2 separate regions of the Sus scrofa genome follow, and region 2 is linked to region 1. Evidence: chromatin contacts called from public Hi-C data. All regions are on one chromosome and are shown on one strand. The core of a region is the stretch at or near the end of the contact, and the rest is flanking DNA. Distances in the headings are between cores, read along the strand shown.

Evidence for each region. Hi-C and Micro-C count contacts between places; a contact is called where the count stands out from the background.
Region 2: a Hi-C map of liver shows a contact between it and region 1, with 1.7 times the contacts expected there. The contact joins the promoter of ZNF662 here to the promoter of CCDC13 in region 1. A contact is called at or near these places in 2 of 5 promoter capture datasets (fetal liver and liver), 11 of 47 Hi-C or Micro-C datasets (alveolar macrophages, blood, embryonic fibroblasts and 6 more) and 1 of 2 datasets of contacts at active chromatin or transcription factors (skeletal muscle).

What each region holds. Positions count from the first base shown.
Region 1 is chr13:26,261,730-26,267,961 of Sscrofa11.1, forward strand. CCDC13 (coiled-coil domain-containing protein 13) reads right to left here and starts at 3,970. Exons shown (of 18, transcript XM_013981522.2): 1 at 3,674-3,970.
Region 2 is chr13:26,307,767-26,313,998 of Sscrofa11.1, forward strand. It overlaps ZNF662 (zinc finger protein 662), which reads left to right and starts at 2,217. Exons shown (of 4, transcript XM_013981527.2): 1 at 2,217-2,283. It also overlaps a transcript of ACKR2 not described here.

The DNA.
Region 1 (6,232 bases), core at 2,720-5,219:
TAGGTATAATAAGTTACATAAAGATATTTAAAGTATATGGGAGGATGTGTGTAGGTTATGTGCAAATATAGCACCATTTTATACAATGGACTTTAGCATTCATGGGTTTTGTTATCCACAGAGATCCTAGAAGCAATACCCCTCAGGTACAGAGGTATAGCTGTAACTAGAGTCATACAGTCATACAAGTCAACAATAGGCAGACTTTTGTGTTGTTTTGTTTGCTTAGTACTGCCTTTCAGAGACTCATTCATGTTGTTGCATGTATCATTAGTTCATTCCTTTTTACTGCTGGGAACTATTCCATTGTATAGAAACAGCACAATTTGTTCACACATTCCCCTGTTACTAGACACCTAAAATGTTTCATTATGAATATTCATACACAAGAAAATATTTCTGTGAACGTATTTTTTATTTCAATTGAATAAATACCTAAAAGTGGACATGCCAAGTTTTATGGTAAATTTATGTTTAACTTTTTAAGAAACTGCTATATTTCCCCAGAGTGGCTATAGCTTTTTACATTCTGACCAGCAATGTATGAGAGTTTCAGTTGCTCCACATCCTTGCCAACATTTAGTATGATCTATCTAAATTTTAATCTTTCTACTGGGTATGTAATGCTATCTCAATGCGGTTTAATTTGCATTTCCCTGATGACAAATTATATTGAACAACTTTTCATATGTGTATTGGCCATTTGCATACCTTCTAACATGTCTATTCACATTTTTTACCCATTTTTAAAATGTTTTATTATTGAGTGGTCAGAGTTCCTTTCTGATCATCCATTCTGGATGTTTTGTATATTTTTGAATTTCACATGAATAGAATATTTAATAGAGCATGGACACAGGAATTTCTAAATGATCCCCACATGATTTTAAAGTTAGCTGGTGTTAAGCATCCTTCCCTTAAAACGAACTAAAGTCCCATTGTCTACCCACCATCCAGTTAGTCAAATATCTTGCTTCTCCATAAATGTCTTCAAATCTGTCTTCATATTTCTATTCCCACTGATACCACTCTCTTTATCATACTCATGGCCACCCCAGCTTCAAATCATTAAACTGAAGGTGATTTTGGGGACCCTCAAAGTGCAGGAACTCCTGGACCCCTCTGCTGAATGTGCCACAGCCACAGCCAGGTACCACAGGGTGTACCAAAAGACGGGAAACCCAGTAACTTAACTATCAGCCTCAATGTTGTAAATTCTGGCAAATCAGACTTTTTCTGTAAAGGGCAAGATAGTAAGTATTTTAGGCTTTGAGGGCCCTATGGTTTCTGTTGCAATTACTGTGCTTTGCCATTGTAGCAGAAGGCAGCCAAAGACTATGTAAATGAGTAGGTATGGCTGTGTCCCAATACAATTTTATTGTAGAAGCAGACAGTGAGCTGGATTTGGACTGTAGTTGAGATTGCTGACCCAATTTAGAGATCTTTCATATGAAAAGGTGTTTAGAGATTTAATAGAACTCTACTGAGCCTATTATTTGAAAATGTAACTAATACAGTTTAAAATTTACCCTGTGATTCCTTATTTTATTGTAAGAAGGCACAACCATATACTTTGTTTTCCAAACTAGGTGACTTTGGAGAGTGAAAGGAAGAGCTATTAACAATTGTTTTGGCTCAATAGCAAGTCAGGAGGGCAACTTGGGAGGCTGTCACCAGCAGGTAAGGCAGAGGTTCCCATGCCTATTGCACACTGGAACCACCCTGGGAGCTTTCCCTGCTTTCATCTTCTGAACTCCCTCTCCTCTGCCCTGGTTTATTTTTCTCCATCACACTTTTCACCATCTGACCTACAGCATATTTTACCTATTTATGATCGGTCTTCTCCCAATAGCATGAGAGCACACATCTGAATCTGTTTTGTCCATGGCTGTATCACAAACCTGTAACAGTACTTGGCACATGGTAGGTGCTCAGTAAATGCCTCTGGAACAAATGAATGAATTTGACTTTCCTTAGTCTAACCATCCTTGGTAATCAGTTGCTGTATCAGTGAACAGGCTATTCACAATTAATTGTAACAAATGCTTAACATAGTCTCCTAAAATGTCTCTCCATTACATTTGTGCCTTCTATCTGTGATGCTCTGGAGCACCAGGGTCGTGTTACTTGCATTGGACTTAAGTAGTAGAAGTGAGATACAGAGAGTTTCAAGAGTTAAGGCTGAGTAGAACCTCTGACATGTAAAGGGTTAAGAAGTTGTCACTCTCATCCTCACAACAAGAAAAAAGCTGAACAAACTAAAAATTAACAACTGTAAATCAGTGGAACTTAGATCCATCAGAGAATTGAGGTCACAGGGCAAACTGCTTCCCTCAAAACTGGAGAGACAGATGAATACAGAGAATCACAGTTTACGGGGAACAGAAGCCTACAGCTAGAACCAGAATTAGTAGGAAGAGTTTAAAGTGTAATTGATGAAATGTTGGAGGCTCAGTATGGACAAGCTTAAGCGTTTAAAACTCCAAGGGATCCAACCCTAGGGGGGCCCATTGCTTTCATCAATTTTATCTCCAGAAGCCTTACCAGATTCTCACTGTGAAAATCAGAGGAATATCCTCTCCTGTTTCTGGGCAGTGGGAGAGGAAAAGTAACCCTTATAGATTGGAAAGGAAAGCTGTAAACTGTATGATTCCAACCATATGACATTCTAGAAAAGGCAAAACTGTAAAATGATCAATGGTTGCCAGAGGCTGGGAAGAGGGAAGGAGGAAGGGACAGTGGAACACAGGGAGTTTGGGACAGTGGAACACAGGGAGTTTAGGGCAGTGAAACCATTCTGTGTGATACTTTAGTGGTGGACACCTGACATTACGCATTTGGCAAAACCCATAGAACTGTACAATACAAAAAGTGAACCCTACTGTAAACTGTGGACTTTTAAAGTTAATATATAGTATTATCAATAACAAATGTATCACGACAATGCAAGCTGCTCATCATGGAGGAAAGAGAGAAACACTGTTCAGTGTTTCTGAAAATCTAAAACTGCTCTAAAAAATGAAGTCCTATCAATTAATTTTTTTTTTTTTTAAGTTAAGGCTAAGACTGTAGGGAAGGAACTCACAGCTCAGGAAGGATTTAGAGCCATGGGATGAGGAGAGTACCACCTACCCACCTCTCTGGTACCTTCGGCGAAACAAATATCCCTCAGGCAGTTAAATGCTTAGGGAACCAGGACTGGTGAAGAAAGGCTGAGGGGACTTCCAGGCAAGAAACGTCCTTATCCTCATCAGTCTATCTTTTCCCTTTCCCTCTTCCTTTCTCTGCCCGCTTCCTACCCTTCTTTCCTCCTCCCTCGCCGCTCTTTTCACTGTTTTTGTCGAGTATTTCCAGCAACAGCCTAGGGTACTGGGGGTGGAGAAGAGCCGCTGAGAGGCCTACTGGTGCGCCCTCTACAGTGCAGGACAAGCTGCTCGACTGCCTGCCAGGCCAGCATCAGTGCAGGGGGACTCCGTTCTCCAAGTCCCTGTCCTGTGCGGTCTGGCCCTGGGGTTGGGAGATGGGGGTAGGGATGCCGCCTAGTGGAGTATTTCAGCGCCACCTTCAGTGTGGTGCAGGAGGGCTCCATAGCTGAGACCAGGAGGGGCGCTGGTCAGGCAGACCTCAGTTATTCTGACTATGCCACCTTTGTGACTCTGGGCAGGTGACTCACCCTCGGCTCCTCACAAACCCCTGTACCGCGCGGCACACGAATGTCTGCCTGGAGACGGAAGGAGGCTGTGCGTGAAGATTCACAGAACGAATGAAGGTGAGTCCTCTCCCTGCGTCCTCGCTCTGCGCCCAACAGGCAGTGAGTATCCGGCCCGCAGCAGCGCGCTCGGCCTCCAGCCAGCTTCTCTGGCTCCAGCCTGGCCCTTCTGCACTTTCCCTTGCACTTACAGCGGTCACTCCGCTGCTCCTTTCTGTGATTGCAGCAGCTTTGTCACCTCTTCTAGACGCCTTCTAGCGCTACCCTGGCAACCGTCACCAGGGAAACCAGCCACGCCGCTGCGTGACGTCATCACGAGTCTACGGCGGCCGAGAGGGCACACGGAATTCGGAAAGGTTTAGAGGTGCGGGTGGTCCCGGTTTGGCGGTAATTGAATGGGCGCGGTGGTACTTGCAAGAGGACGTCTTGTGTCTGAGACTTTAAAGTTGCCCAGTAGTTCGCTTCTGGAATGTGTTTTAAAAGTTTTGTGGGCCAAACGTTCTGCGCAGAGATGTTCATCCCGCAGTCCCGAGGGGGAATTAAAGTGAGTAATCCCACCATGAAATTTGACGTAGCCATTCGGACTGTCTTGGAAAATATAGAACAGTGTGGGGAAGAGGTTATTTTGCAACGGTGAGTGAAAAAGGCAGGACACAAAATAGTAACTGCTGAGTAAGTGAAGATGTGTTTTTTAAAACTAGGACCACAAACAAGACTGGGGAGTAATGCATAGAAATACTAAAAGTAAAAATGGTTATATTCGGGCGCTGGAATTGCAGTGCTGTGTTTTTATTTTTGCACTTAAGAGGTTTTAAAATATGGTGAACATGGTTTATTTTCATAGTGGAAAACACTTGTGTGTGCTTTAAAAAAGACACTTCCCAATTTAAGTCGCTACTATATTCAAGGCTATATGGAGTTGGGAGACAAATTTCTAGGAAAAGAGATCCAAGAAAGGTTTCCAAATATTTACCAAGGTCTTTATAATTTGAAAGTCTTTAGATATCTCATGGTTGTTTTTCTTTTTTACCTCATACGTTTATCCCATAGACATGTTTGAAGGTGAGGCACCAGACCACATTTTGCAGAACGCTAGTGCAATGTCACAACCAGAATATTGACGTTGATACAGTCCACCTATCTTACTATGATTTCCCTAATTTTACTTGTATTCATTTTGTGTATGTGTATGTGTTTGTGTGTGTTTAGTTCTGTACAGTTTTATCACATGTAAGTTTATGTATCCTCCAGCATCATCAAGATACTGCAACTTAAATCACAAGGATTCCTCTTTTTGGGCTTTTATGACCACACCCCCTTCTTACCTCCCCAGCCCCAAAGGCCCTAACCCCTGGTGACCCCCAATCTGTTCTCCATTTTTATTTTTCACACTTACACGGTACCATGTATCATGGTAGTGATTAGCCTTTTCCTAATAAATGATTTTGAGCATCTTGTGCTTGTTAGCTTTTTACATGTCTTCTGTGAAGTAATGTCTATTCTAATCCTTTGTCTGTTTTTAAAATTAAGTTAGGGAGTTCCTGTTGTGGCTCAGTGGGTTCAATCCCTGGCCTCGCTCAGTGGGCTAAGGATCCGGCATTGCCTTGAGCTGTGGTGTAGGTTGCCGACGTGGCTCAGATCCCACCTTTCTGTGGCTGTGGCATAGGCTGGCAGCTGTAGCTCTGATTCAACCCCAACCTGGGAACTTATGTATGCTGTGGGTACAGCTCCCCCCCAAAAAAAATTTTTTTTTGGCTTTTTTATGTTGCGTTGCAAGAGTTCCTTTTTTTTCTTTTTTCTTTTTAGGGCCTCACTTGTAGCATATGGAAGTTCTTGGGCTAGGGGTTGAATCAGAGCTGCAGCTGCAGGCCTGCACCACAGCCACAGCAATATACAAAGGATCCAAGTTGCGTCTGTGACCTACGCTGCAGCTTGTAGCAACACTGGATCCTTAACCCACTGAGTGAACCTGGGGATCAAACCGCATCCTCACGGAAACTATGTCAGGTCCTTAATCTAGAGCCACAATGGGAACTCCTGTTCTCCATTTTTAAATCTTGTCATTTCAGAAATGTTATATAAGTGAAATAATATAGTATTTAACCTTTGGGGACTGACTTTTTTTACTCAGAATAATTCTCTGGAGATTCAGCCAAGTTATTGTGTATATCAGTAAATTGTTCCTTTTTATTACTGAGTAGTTTTTATGGTGTGGATATACCACAGCTTATTTAACCATTCACCTGTTGAAGGACATCTGGGCTGTTTCCAGTTTAGGGATATTACAAATAAAGCTGATTCATGGATAGGTTTTTGTGGGAACCTAAGTTTTCATTTTTCTGGGATAGATGCCCAGGAATGCATGGTAATCATAGTTTTGTAAGAAACTATCAACCTGTTTTGTAGAGCAGTGGTTGCCACTTTACATTACCTTCAGCAATGTATGAGTGATCCAGTTTCTCCACATCCTTGCCAGTGTTTGATGTTGTTACTCTTTTGTATTTTAGCTGTTCTAGTAGGTGT
Region 2 (6,232 bases), core at 967-3,466, 44 kb after region 1:
AGGAGGAAAAGCTCAGGGCATGAGGTTGGCTGGTGCTGCTATGGGCAGGGTCAGGATTGGGACGGAGGGCAGAATGCTGGACCGGAAAACAGCAGAAGGACCTGGGCCTACCTGGCCAGCTCTGCCTGGAACTACCTGGCTCTGGAGCCATGACTAATTTCCCCTGACTGGAACCTGCCCATCCTTGGAAAAGGTCCAGCTATTGCTGGGAAGTGACTTCCAGGGAAACCTAGCCCCTCATGCAAAGACTCAGCTCCCCCCATGACCTGCCCTGCCTTCCTGGGAGTAGGTGTTTGATGGGCTGTGGCTGGAAAATCAAGTCAACAGGAAGCAGGTGGAACAAGATATTTCAAAGGAGGATGATTTGAACAACCAAAGAAATGATGATAATAATGGAATAAAATGAATACTCATGAGTCTACATGGATATAAACAAATAAATAGGGAGAGTTCCCTCCGTGGCTCAGCATTTAACGAACCCGACTAGGATCCATGAGGATGCGGGTTCCATCCCTGACCTCGCACAGTGGGTTAAGGATCCAGTGTTGCTGTAAGCTGAGGTGTAGGTGCAGACTCAGCTCAGATCCCAGGTTGCTGTGGCTGTGGCATGGGCCAGCAGCTGCAGCTCCGATTCGACCCCTAGCCTGGGAACTTCCATATGCCGAGAGTGCTGCCCTAAAAAGCAAATAAATAAATAAATAAAGTAAATAAATAGGAAGAAGGCCTATTTGTATGAAAACGTCATCAAATACAAGCTAAAATCAGTTGTAAAAGCATAACAGGTTTTTGCATAATTTCAAAGTACCTTCCCACAAGATATTTAAGCACAAAGGAATAAGTGGTGATTTCATAGTGGAAAAACCTGGCAGACACCACCTGACCAAGCGATCAAAATTACCTCCCAGTAACGAACCATATTGAAGTCAGGTCCCTCTGGTTTCATGTACTGAGAAGGACGCTCTGTGGCCTTATTCTCCCTATTGGTAATTAGCATTTGGCCTGGAGAGACTTGGAGACCCACCCACTAGGAAGGTCCCCTGCTCCCGTCTGTTGACATGAGAAGCCATCACAGGCTTGGTCTCCACTCTGGGTGCCCTGTTGACCCCAGAGAAAGGCAAATGTCTAAGTCTTTGTCTATGTTTCTGGGGACATTCAGTTCTTATCATGCCTGTCTGAGAGAGGCACCATCCCTGCCCCCATTAAAGAGCTGCAAACCAAGGATCAGAGAGGTAAAGCCACCATCTCTAGGTCACACAGCAGGTACACACAGAGCCAGATTCAAGCTCTCTGTGACTCTGATGCCAGGCCTGTAAGCCTCTGCTCTTCAATTACTGCTCAATTCAGGTAGGGACAATGAGCATGCAGCAAGTACCTGCTGTGTGTCAGGCTGCCAGTGGGGCTGGAAGTGAAGGTGGCTGAGACACTGACCCTGGTGCACAAGTGCTGTCCTAGCAGAGAGGTATCCTCATACTACCAAGCAAATGGCAGGCAGTGTGTTGCACACACACATTTGTTCATTCAGTCTGCCCTTGCCTGGCTCTGGGCTCAGGCTGGTGGGGTCAGATATAGTCATTGGCCTGGGAGCATGTGACCCAGTCTGGAGCAGAGAGGTGGACAGACAGCTAGCTGTACAGAGATATGGGCCATGATGGGAGTGGTGGGGGAGCGGGGAAGGGGAAAGAGGGAAGGTGGGTTGGTTACATCTAGGAGGTGAGAATATCACTGACACTGTGGCTGAAGCAGACACAGCACAGCTCAGAAGGAGTCAAGAAGAAAGAAGCTGAGTTGGGGGCCGATGGGGGCAGGATCTTGCTGTGGCTTGGTGCCCTCCAGGACCACTGAAGCTGCAGGTTGGGAAGGCCACCTCAATAGGGGACAGGGTGAGCAAAGGTCTGGAGGTCTGGCCTGAGGCTGTTAGCATCCTTGGCCCAGCTGTGGGAAATCATGCCAAGAAGTGTGTTTGGGCACACAGTGTTTTCCAGAGTAATTAGATTATTTTGGGGGGCAATGCTCTTTCACGGGGGCAGTTATTTCAGCTTGACTCATTTTTCAATTAGGGAAACAGCTTGTGGCTGTGTAGCAGAGGTGGGGCAGGCATAAAGGGTTCCAGCTGGAAAGCAGGATGTGTGCTGGAAGCTGCCCAGGGTGGGGAAGAGCTTATGAAGAGACTCACTCCCACTGCACCTCCCTGAGGAAGAAGGGAAGCTGCTGTGCTCCTCCTGGGCGCTGCTGTGCTCCTCCTGGGTGCAGGTGGACATCCCCGGGCAAGCGGGTCTGACTCTGGTAGGTTACAGCCTCTCTTGGAATGGGGTGGACCCTACGCAGGGGCCACAGGGATGGAGAGACTGGATCCAGTGGCATGGAGAGTGGGGACAGGTGTGTGGTGAGGCAGGTGCTAACTGGGCTGCGTGTGGTGCTTCTCTCCAAGGCAGCTCTTGAAGTACTTGCCCCAGCAGCTGGGGAGCAAGGTGGTACCCCTTGTCCCCTTGACTCTGGCTCTGAGAATCTGCTTTGTGGACTCTGCAAGCCCCTGAGATTTGGTACCAGACATGGCTAGGTGACCTCAGGCACCCCCTTTCCCCTCTGGGCTGAGCTCTGATGGAGACAGATGTGAAGGCCTTTATAGGCACCCCACCCAGGGCTGAACGCACAGCCACACTCTCTCCTTGTGCTGCTCCCCCATCCTCTCTTGCTGCCCCCACCAAGTTCTCAGTCCTCTCCATCTGCCCCGAATAGTCCCAGGATCCCCTCTTATCCATCCCAGCTTGAGCTAAGTGTCATCTTAGGGCCTGGAAAGGAGCAAATAGTTAGGTGCCAGGCACTTATTTAATTATAAAAATGCCACCAGGGAGGCATTTTATAGGTACGACAACTAAGACTCAGAGAGGTTAAGTAATTTTGCCCAGGGTTACTCAGCCATCAAGACACGAACTAATCTGGGAGTTCCCACTGTGGCACAGTGGGTTAAGAATCTGACTGTGTTGGCTTTGGTTGCTGCAGAGGGAGTTCTCATTGTGGGTAGTAGTGGGTTAAAGGATCTGGCATTGCTGCAGCTGCAGCTCCGATACAGCCCTGGCCCCAGAACGTCTATATGCTGCAAGTGCAGCCATTAAAAAAAAAAAAATGGGGGGGGGGACTAATCTGTAGAATGTCTATTTTTCCAGACTGCATCATGCTGAGTGTACCAGTCTTCCTTGGGACAGTGGCAGTGGGAGGGTGTTTCATTTCGACCCCAGCATAATGCTGAAATGCAAATGTGAGGAGCGAGTGGTGAAATTTCAGGCAGCAAGAGAAGGAAAAAAAAAAAAAAAAGCCAAAACGATTCGGGAAATATGTGAAAATCTTCAGCAGTAGCTCCTTGAAGAGTCGTGCTGTAAAACTGCTTAGTTTTTAATAATTGGTATAAGATTTGGGAGGAGGGGTTGCTTTTGTGATTTTATCAGTGTTACAAACATCCCAGATAAGAGCCAGGAAACAGTGAGTAATGTTGGGGTCCCAGGGAGCATGGGGAGTGGGCGGGCCTCACAGATCCCAGGGAGCAGGAAGCTTCAAGGGGCCTCCTCCCCTGTGCAGACAAGACTGATCTCTTCCAGCCAAGCTCTGAGTCCACAAACCCAGGGAAGTGCAGTGCAGCAGATGGGGCTCTGGGCATGAAAACAGACAAGATATACCAGTACGTTCCCAAGGGTTATTTTCGAGGGGGATAGGGTTATGGGGAGGTTTTTTTTTTTTTTTTTTTTGTCTTTTAGCCTTTTCTAGAGCCACTTCTGCAGCATATGGAGGTTCCCAGGCTAAGGGTCTACTTGGAGCTGTAGCTGCCAGCCTGTGCCACAGCCACAGCAATGCGGGATCCAAGCCGCCCTGTGACCTACTCGACAGCTCATGGCAAGGCCGGATCCTGAGCAAGGCCAGGGATGGAACCCGCAACCTCATCATTCCTAGTTGGATTCGTTAACCACTGAGCCACGACGGGAACTCCCTATGGGGAGTTTTTAAGCCTCTTCTTTCTTTTTTGTCTTGTATTTCCACATTTTACATTGAGCATATGTTAGTTTTGTAATCAGGAAAAAGACATGTTAAAAATGTAAAGACACAGAGTGTGTGCAGTGGTCCAGGGCTCAGTGATCAGGGCTCTAGGGCCAGCTCTGCCTGTCTTGTGATGTGGCCCTGAGCTTCCTGTGAAACCAGGGAGGACACCTGCCCACTTCTTCACAAAGGAGCCGGGAATAAAAGGACCTGGGTATAAAAGAGACCCATGTAAATGTCAGAACTGGTTAGTATTGTTCTTATTGTGTTTTATTCACTTGCAATGAATCTAAGTGCCATGCTTCCCATGGGGAACTGTGAAGAGGCATCTGCCACTCCTGTGAGTCTGAGAGGGCTTCCAGCAGCTCCCAGTGTGTGATTAAGGGCTCCAGGTCTAGAGCCAACTGCTGAGACTTGATTTCTAATCCTGCCGTACACTTGCTGTGTGTCCTTGGGCATGTTACTCTCCCTCTCTGAGCCTCAGTTCCTGATTTGTGAAATGGGAATAACAATAGAGCTTGTCTAATAAAGTCATTGTGAGAGCATTTTGTTTGAAGCAAGGTAACTTAAGAACATAGACTCTGAGTTTTAGTTCTTGGTCTATTACTTGCTCTGCGACCTTGGGCCAGTTTCCTAACCTCTCTGTGCTTCAGTGTACTCAGTTATAAGATGGGACTAATGATAGTTAATCCTCACATTTTTCTTATAGAGATTAAACACTAGGTTAAATATAAGAAGCTCCTGGTCCCTGCGCCCAGCACACTGGTGTTAGCTGTTAAAATGATGGCACTACACTTAATTCCATGAAATCCTTTGCTGTAAGTATTATATATTTTATCATGAGAAAACCATGCAGTGGGAGCCCTGCCTTTTTTTTTTAGTTTTTAATTTTTAATTTTTTATTACTCAATGCATTTATTACATTTATAGTTATACAATGATCATCACAATGCAATTTTATAGTATTTCCATCTCACACCCCCAGCGCATCCCCACACCCCCCAACCTCTCTCCTTTGGAAACCATAAGTTTTTCACAGTCTGTGTGTCAGTATCTGGTCTGCAAAGAAGTTCATTGTGTCCCTTTTTTCAGATTCCACAAGTCATAGCATTTGATGTTGGTGTCTCTTTGTCTGACTGACTTCACTTGGCATGATAATTTCTAGGTCCATCCATGTTGCTAAAAATGCTGGTATTTCGTTCTTTTTAATGGCTGAGTAATATTCCATTGTGTATATGTACCACATCTTCTTGATCCTCTCCTCTGTTGACGGACATTTCGGTTGTTTCCATGTCTTGGCTATTGCAAACAGTGCTGCAATGAACATCGGAGTACATGTGTCTTTGCGAGTCATGGTTTTCTCTGGATAGATGCCCAGGAGTGGGATTGCTGGATCAAATGGTAGTTCTATTTTTAGTTTTCTGAGGAATCTCCATACTGCTTTCCATAGTGGTGCACCATTTACAATCCCACCACAGTGTAAGGGTTCCTTTTTCTCCACACCCTCTCCAGCACTTACTGTTTTAGACTTTTGGATGATGGCCATTCTGGCTGGTGTAAGGTGGTACTCATAGGGTTTTGATTTGCATTCTCTAATATGAGTGATGTGAACATCTTTTCATGTGTTTTTTGGCCATCCGTATGTATTCTTTGGAGGATTGACTGTTTAGATCTTCTGCCTATTTTTTGATGGGGTTGTTTGTTTTTTTGGTATGGAGCTGCAGAAGGTGTTGATAAATTTTGGAGATTAATCCCTTGTCAGTCGATTCATTTGCAAATATTTTCTCCCATTCTGTGGGTTGTCTTTTTGTGTTGTTTAGGGTTTCCTTTGCTGTGAAGAAACTTTTAAGTTTAATTAGGTCCCAGTTGTTTATTTTTTTTTTTAACTGTCATTACTCTAAGAGGTGGATCTGAGAAGATGTTGTCGTGGTTTATGTCAGAGAGTGTTTGGCTTATGTCTTCCTCTAAGAGTTTTATAGTGTCTGGTCTTATATCTAGGTCTTTAATCCATTTTGAGTTTATTTTTGTGTATGGTGTTAGGGAGTGTTCTAATTTTATTCTTTTGCATGTGGCTGTCTAGTTTTCCCAGCATCACTATTGAACAGGCTGTCTTTTCCCCATTGTATATTCTTGCCTCCTTTGTCATAGATGAGTTGGCTGTAGGTGTGTGGGTTTAATTCTGGGCTTTCTAGGAGTTCCCGTCATG